2 separate regions of the Hordeum vulgare genome follow, and region 1 is linked to region 2. The links are chromatin contacts, called in public Hi-C maps. All regions are on one chromosome and are shown on one strand. Each heading gives the region's core, a stretch centred on a gene start, on an enhancer-like site or on the middle of the called end of the contact. The rest is flanking DNA. Distances are from core to core; before and after follow the strand shown. Region 1 holds the start of LOC123425233 (septin and tuftelin-interacting protein 1 homolog 1-like). Region 2 holds the start of LOC123425230.

Region 1 (3,996 bases), core at 186-2,685, 320 kb before region 2:
CGTCCCGACCCGCATTTTGGCGGTTATTTTACGGGCCGGGGCGGGATGCGGGGTCTGCTAGAGTTGCTCTAAATATCTCTCATACTTTTCGACGTTGTTTGTTTTACCACATGTATGTCATTTGTCGCAAATTAAAAGTTTTTTTTCATAGACCCGTCTATTCAGAACTTTTTATCTCCCAATCCGTGCGTTCAAATCTTGAATCATTTTACCGTTGGATTCCTCACGTCGATATCTTCAAATTACATCTCATATTGAAAGGCTTTGATAATTTTTTTTATAAAAAACGAATGAAAAAACCCAAACCAGGAGCACGTTTTTTCCCTTTTCGAGAGACACGACACTGCCCCCCCCCCCCTCATATTGAAAGGCTTTGATATTTTTTTTATAAAAAACGGATGAAAAAACCCAAACCGGGAGCACGTTTCCCCTTTTAGAGAGACACGACACTGCCCCCCCCCCTCCAACACACACACACACAGACGGAAGCAAATCCGTGCATCCACAACAAATAAATTCATGCCACCCATAGTAGAAAAAAATAGAACTTGTATTTTTTTCTTTTTGCGAGAGGCACGATCATGCTTCTCGCATAAGCAAATCCTTGCCTTCACGAGAAATAAATTTGTGTCTCTCACTGAAGGGAAAAAAGAAAACACAGTTTTTGTCCTTTCCAAGCCTCTCATAGAACAAATCCGTGACTCTAACAGTAGATAAAATGCGATTTTTTCTTCCGCGAGAGACACGGTTGTGCCTCTCACGGCAGAAAAAATGTGTGCCTTCACGAAAAGTAAACTCGTGCCTCTCGCGGCAGAAAAAAATGTGTGTTCCATTTTCCGAGAGGCATAGTCACACCTCTCACCGAAGAAAATTCATGCCTCCAGTAAAAATAAATACGTAAATGCGTGACTCTCGTTGAATAGAAAAAAATAGTCTCCGTGTCTTCATAAAAAAGTAAATTTGTACCTCTCGTAAAATAAAAAAAATGATTTTTACGCTAATTTTTTTGTCCAAAACCTAAGAAAATACGCAGAGCCAAAAGAACATTTAAAAATCAAAAAAACATGAATAAAAATAAAAAACAAAATCTGAAAGAAGCGTTCAAAACGCGACACGTCCACCCCGAGAGATCCTTGGAGATGCTTTTGAAGGATCCCTCTTTGATTAGTTGCTCTGCATCAAATAGGTTGTGTCCGATATATATGCTGGACTAATTCCTCATCAACGTTGGCCCAAACACACTTCCCCTAAAAAAATTAAAAAAGAAAAATCCCCTAATAAAATAAAATAAAATCAGCCCATGTTTCCAGCAACCCACAATTGCATATTTTGCATACAGTCCGAATCGGACCACCTCATGGTAAAGCCCATAACACACAACCGACCTTACGCGGGCTATAGCGGTGTAGCCGACCGCTTGATCTAAAAAAAAGACAGTCTCTCGTTTTGCTCAAAAAAGAAAAAGGAAAAGAAAAACAGTCGCTGGTGGAATAGTCCCCCCGACGCGCTCCCTCCCTCCGTCTCTACCCCGACGTGTGCTCGGCGGCGGCGGCGGCGGCGGCGAACTCCGGCGGACAAGGCTTCACGGGCGGCAAGGTAGATACGGCCACCCCTTTTCAGTTCCCACCCCCGCTTGCTCCGTCCCATCGTGTTGATTGGCCGAAACCCTCGGTGAAACCCTAGGTTCTGATTCGAGATTCGCCCGTGTCAAAATCTCAGGTCGAGAGGCGGCGGAGCCATGGAGGAGGACGCCGAGGGCATGGACCGCCTCGACATGGACGGCGACTTCGTGGGCGGCCGCTTCGACCGCGACGGGGAGTTCTACTACAAGAGCCGCCGCCAGCGGGCGCCCCAGACCCGCGACGACGCTGTCTACGGCGTCTTCGCCGAGGGGGACTCCGACTACGACTCCGAGGAGGACGAGGCGTCGCGCCGGCGCCGGCGCCGCAAGCGCCGCAACGACGACTCCGAGCCCGACCTCACCAGGCCCGTGCAGTTCGTCTCCAAGGGCATCAGTGCCCCAAAGCCAGAGGAGGAGGAGGAGCAGCAGAGGTCTGGGCTTGGCCAGGCCGCATCCTCCTCGGCCGCCGCCGCCTCCCAGGAGGATGCAGAGGACGACCAGGAGCCGTACATGGGCCTGCCTACGGGGTTTGGGCAGCGGATCGCCGAGGGTGCGCGCGCGAGGCGGGAGGAGAAGGAGCGGCAGCAGGAGTCTGCCAAGCGCCGGCGCGGTGCATCCGGGGCAGGGTTTGAATCTGGAAAACCGGCACCGCCACCTGGGAGCCTGGAGTCCAACACCAAGGTGGCTAAGATGATGGCTATGATGGGGTACAAGAGAGGAGAAGGCCTCGGCAAGAATGCTCAGGGAATCACTGCACCAGTGGAGACCACCTTGCGCCCCAAGAACGCTGGACTCGGCAGCGTCGAGGGGTTTAAGGAGCCCAAAGCTTTCACTCCCAAGGAAAACTTGCCACCCCCACCTCCTCCACCGCCTGCCAAGAAGGAAAAGCAACGGTGGTCCAAGAAGGCCAGCGCGAAGAAGGATCAGGTATTGACTAAGAATGAGCTGTTGGCAAGGCGTGCCGAGCAGGAACAGGATGAGCAGCCCACACTTGTCCAAAAGGTGATTGACATGCGAGGGCCTCAGGCTCGTGTGTTGACAGACTTGAAGGGGTTGAGTACTGAACATGAGATGGAGGCAAATGATGTGCCAATGCCGGAGTTGCAATACAATGTGCGGCTGCTTGTTGATGAGACTGAGGCTGATATTGTCAGGTTGGATGGGCAGCTGCGACGGGAGCAGGAGAAGGTGGCTAGTTTGGTGCGTGAGAAGGAGAAAGTAGCAAAGCAGGAGGCTTTGCAGAAACACCAGCTGCAAGTTATGGAGACAATTGCAAATGTGCTGGAGAAGGTCCGGGTTGATGACACTGCTGGTTTGCTCACTCTGGGGGGGTTGCTTAAGACCTTCCAGGAATTGAAGTTGCGATATGAGGAGGAGTTCAAAATTTGCAGTGTTGCCTGGGTTGCTTGCCGATTTGCGCATCCACTACTTATCCGGGTATTTCAGGGGTGGCAGCCGCTGCAGAATCCATTGTTTGGCTTGGAGGTCATGTCATCGTGGAAGGATTTGCTGCAGGGTGACCAGCCATATGATTTCTCAGATGCTACTGAATCAATGGCTCCATATGCACAGCTGGTCAGTGAGGTCATCCTACCAGCTGTGCGGATATCAGGAACTAATTCATGGAAGGCTAGGGATCCAGAACCAATGCTCCGTTTTCTTGAGTCATGGGAACGGTTGCTGCCCCCTATCGTGCTCCATTCAATATTGGAGCATGTAATAATGCCAAAGCTCACAGCTGCAGTTGAATCTTGGGACCCGCGGAGCGAGAATGTACCAATCCATGTATGGGTACACCCATGGCTGCCAACTCTAGGGCAAAGGATAGATACACTGTGCCACTCTATCCGGTACAAGCTGAGTAGTGTCCTCCAATTATGGCAAGCTCACGATTCATCAGCTTATGCTGTGCTATCTCCATGGAAGGGTGTATTTGATCCAGCAAGTTGGGAAGACTTGATAGTGCGTTATATCATTCCTAAACTGAAAATGGCACTCCAGGAGTTCCAGATTAACCCAGCAAGCCAAAAGTTTGACCAGTTTAACTGGGTTATGATCTGGGCTTCTGCTGTCCCGGTACACCATATGGTCCATATGTTGGAAGTTGATTTCTTTAGCAAGTGGCAGCTGGTTTTGTACCATTGGCTGAGCTCACCAAATCCTGATTTCAATGAGATAATGAATTGGTATAAGGGCTGGAGGGGCCTTTTCCCACCAGAGTTACTTGCCAATGAACGCATACGGATGCTTCTAACGGCTGGTCTTGAGATGATGAACCAAGCTGCTGAAGGACATGAGTTGGCACAGCCAGGGGCTAGGGAGAATGTTGGCTTCTTGAGAGCAACAGAGAAGCGGCAATTTGATGCAGCACAGCA
Region 2 (3,835 bases), core at 480-2,979:
AATCTGGTGATGAACATGAACCTGGTGACAATATGGATAGTGATGTTCATAATAATGCTCAACCTAGCAATGATGAGGATGTGGAGATTGAACCTACGGTTAATCCTGATAACCAACAACCTAAGAGATACGATAAGAATGACTTCACTTCTAGGAAGCATGGTAAAGAAAGGGAGCGGTTTAGATATCGTCATGACTTTGCGCGGTTCTATCAATTGCTCGATAGTAATTTGTTCACCCACCGTGATATTTGCTATTTTGAGAGAAGCATCTAGTGAACACTATGGCCCCCAGGGTCTACTCCACAACATATTTTCAGCCTTACACTTTTTACTTCGTTTCACTTTCCGCCTTCAGATCTCACTTTGCAAACAATCTTGAAGGGATCGACAACCCCTTTGAAGCGTTGGATGCAAGCTTATTTGTGTTTGCGCAGGTACTCTGGACTTGACGAGACCCTCCTTCTGGATCGATACCTTGGTTCTCAAACTGAGGGAAATACTTACTGCTCCTTTGCTGCATCACCCTTTCCTCTTTAAGAGAAAAACCAACGCAAGCCCAACCTCCGTCAACGTGTCAATTTCTGGCGCTGTTGTTTGAGAAGTAGCAGAAGGATTTCTGGCGCCTATGCCGGGGAGGAAGATCAAGTCAAGAACTCATCCAAGTAAGTGTCGCAAACTCATATCTTGCATTTACTTTGTTTGCCAGTTGCCTCACGTTTTCCTCTCCCCCACTTCACCAATTTGCCTTTTTCGTTCACCTTTTTTTCTCGCCCACTTTTTGTTTGCTTGTGTGCTTGTTTGCTGAAGTCATCATGAACGAAAACACCAAACTTTGTGACTTCTCGAATAGTAATAATAATGATTTTATTAGTACTCCGATTGCTCCCGTCATTAGTGCGGAGTCATACGAAATCAATGCCGCTTTGCTGAATCTTGTTATGAAAGAGCGTTTCTTTTTTTACTAAGTTGTCATATATTCATATCACACGTGTGACACTTGCCAGAAAAAATGCTGAAAAAGAGATTTAGAAATGTCGCGGGCTGGTTAACGCGGTGCCCTCCCTTCCCCTCTGCCCACGCACCGTTTTTCTCCTCTCTCTGCCCTTTCGCCACTTCCTCCACCGGGATATTCTTCTCTGTTCGGAGACCAACGAACGACACGGGATATTTTCATCCCGCGCGTCGAATCCTCTTCGAATCCTGAGGGCTCCAGCCTCTAGGGACCTCGAGCGCGATTCAAGCTGTTGTGCTGGCCAGTAGGACCGTCCGCCACTCCCAGGGAGGTAAACACATCCCGCTGCCGCCTGCGCTCGTGTTTTTCCGCTGATTATTTGGTCTTGCTGTGTCTGAATGTGCCAAAATTAACACGGTTGTAGCAAAAGTAAAAAACATCGATTGTAACGAAAAATTCGACGAACTGGAATTGCAACCAAACATATATGCAGCCTTTTACTGGACAAATGTAACAAATTACACGAGAAAAAAAGTTGCATGGAAAACATTTGTATCAAAAAAATACACGGTTGCAACAAATTCAACGAAAAAATGCTGCAAGCATCTGCCAGCGAGGCACGCGGCCCGCACGCGACCGGCCGAACGATTCGGCCCACGCGTCGGGTAGAAGCGTTTCCTTTTTTCTTACTAAGTTGTCATATATTCATATCACACGTGTGACACTTGACAGAAAAAATGCTGAAAAGGAGATTTAGAAATGCCGCGGGCTGGTTAACGCGGTGCCCTCCCTCCCCCTCTGCCCACGCACCGTTCCTCTCTCTGCCCTTTCGCCACTTCCTCCACCGGGATATTCTTCTCTGTTCGGAGACCAACGAACGACAGGGGATATTTTCATCCCGCGCGTCGAATCCTCTCCGAATCCTGAGGGCTCCAGCCTCCAGGGACCTCGAGCACGATTCGAGCTGCTGTGCTGGCCAGTAGGACCGCCCGCCACAGGCCTCCGGCTCCCAGGGAGGTAAACACATCCCGCTGCCGTCGGCGCCCGTGTTTTTCCGCTGATTATTTGGTCTTGCTGTGTCTGAATGTGTGATCCCCCCCCCCCCTCCCTACCTGCCGCGCTGGGTTGCTCCGCTGCTCTGGGTTCACTGGCGGTGGTTTGGGGGGTTCTGGCCGGCCGCCGGCAGCTCCAAGGCTGCGATTTTTCCTTGCCAGAGTTTTCTCGGTTCATTTCCGGAATTCACGCGATTCCCGTGGTTTCCTTGGCAGGGACGATGGCCGTGTATTTGAACGACGATTTGGAGGACCTGCAAGACGACCACTTCGACTCCGACGGGTTCGGCGTCTCCGGCCATCCCTCCAGCCCGGTATGCTTAACCAGGTGCCGGTACAAGTTTCTTGAGTGGTGTGTGTTGCTTCGACACGGAAGCAGATGGGTGCTGGAGTGATGTTACGTGCAAACCACACATTAGTTCCGCTAAAGCTAAATAAAGCATGTTTGCAATTCAGCGACGGAACATGTAGCATACGTAACATTTGTAGACGTTGCCGATGGCCCTACCTAGTGGAAATGGTTGGCACTAAAGGGAAATTTTAGTGCTAAATAAATTAGCTTTTGGAGTGCCTGCCTAAATAAAACATCACTGTTGAGGTGGACATAGGTGATGGCAACAAGCCAACAACTGGGATACCTACTAAATCATGATGTAGGAATGTGCACATGGACATTTATGATTTCTGAGATTATGGAGCAGTTTTCTCTGCGACAGTATAACATGTATGTATATACTTGAGCCTTTCTGGACATGTTACTTTCCCTTTTTGTTAGATTACTTTGGATTGTTTCGGTTTGTATAAACAAATGCATTATTTCCTTTGTTTCAAGGTTATTAATACCTCAATTTTTGTTCTTTCTGTAGAATAAGCATAAGAATGATACATCAGCCTTGGAGTACAGAAATGGAAAAGACATGCAAGGGATACCATGGGAGAGGTTAAAATACAGTAGAGATCAGTATCGCAAGATGAGGCTGAAGCACTACAAGAATTACGAGAACCTCGCGAGGTCACACCAAGGGTTTGATACGGTGAGATTTAGTGTTGTACACTTCTACACGAGTGGTATTGGTGCAAAGCTGTTGTTGTGCTTATTGCCCTTATGGCTCTGCATGCCAATTTTGATGATAGTTGCTATCTTCTTTCCTGCTTATAGAGGTTGGAATTGGTTGTGAGTTCACCTCTCTTTTTCGCACTATTACTCATATGTGGTAACAACAACCTTAGTTGGTTGCACATGGCAATGGTGGTGTTAAACGCCTTCCCGTTCCTGAAGGCATTGCTTGGAGTTGCTCGGACTTGATCTTCGGGGTGAAAACCTATGATCGGATCTTCAGTGGTTGAATCCAGCAGCGGAAGAGCGGTGTGTCATTCCCGTCCCGGGGGCGTTGTTGTTGAAGTAGACCTGGGTAGGGGTAGCCCAACTGACAACCCGACCTGAAAAACCAAGGCCCGCCTGAGTCGGGCTTGTCAATTGAGCAGGATTCAGGCCTCCTTTTGCAGCACGGAAGGTAGTTCCAGACGTGCTCAGGCTTCTCTTTTTCAGGATTTTGTGCCGGGCTTGCAAGTGCAAGTATTGAAAACTGCGTTTGGGCTTCAGATTCGGACCTGAAAAACCAAGGCCAGCCTGAGTCGGGCTTGTCAATTGAGCAGGATTCAGGCCTCCTTTTGCAGCACGGAAGGTAGTTCTAGACGTGCTCAGGCTTCTCTTTTTCAGGATTTTGTGCCGGGCTTGCAAGTGCAAGTATTGAAAACTGCGTTTGGGCTTCAGATTCGACTTAGGGCTGGGCCCGGGCTTGAGAAAAGAGGATAGTTTGGGCTGGTAT

The links. Hi-C and Micro-C count contacts between places; a contact is called where the count stands out from the background.
Region 1: a contact with region 2 is called in a Hi-C map of leaf, with 4 times the contacts expected there. The contact joins the promoter of LOC123425233 here to the promoter of LOC123425230 in region 2. A contact is called at or near these places in 3 of 6 Hi-C or Micro-C datasets (leaf and seedling).

Annotation. Positions count from the first base shown.
Region 1 is chr2H:89,256,255-89,260,250 of MorexV3_pseudomolecules_assembly, reverse strand. LOC123425233 (septin and tuftelin-interacting protein 1 homolog 1-like) reads left to right here and starts at 1,435. Exons shown (of 2, transcript XM_045108911.1): 1 at 1,435-1,596; 2 at 1,720-3,996. The coding sequence starts at 1,739.
Region 2 is chr2H:88,938,393-88,942,227 of MorexV3_pseudomolecules_assembly, reverse strand. LOC123425230 reads left to right here and starts at 1,729. Exons shown (of 10, transcript XM_045108903.1): 1 at 1,729-1,971; 2 at 2,223-2,320; 3 at 2,873-3,040. The coding sequence starts at 2,228.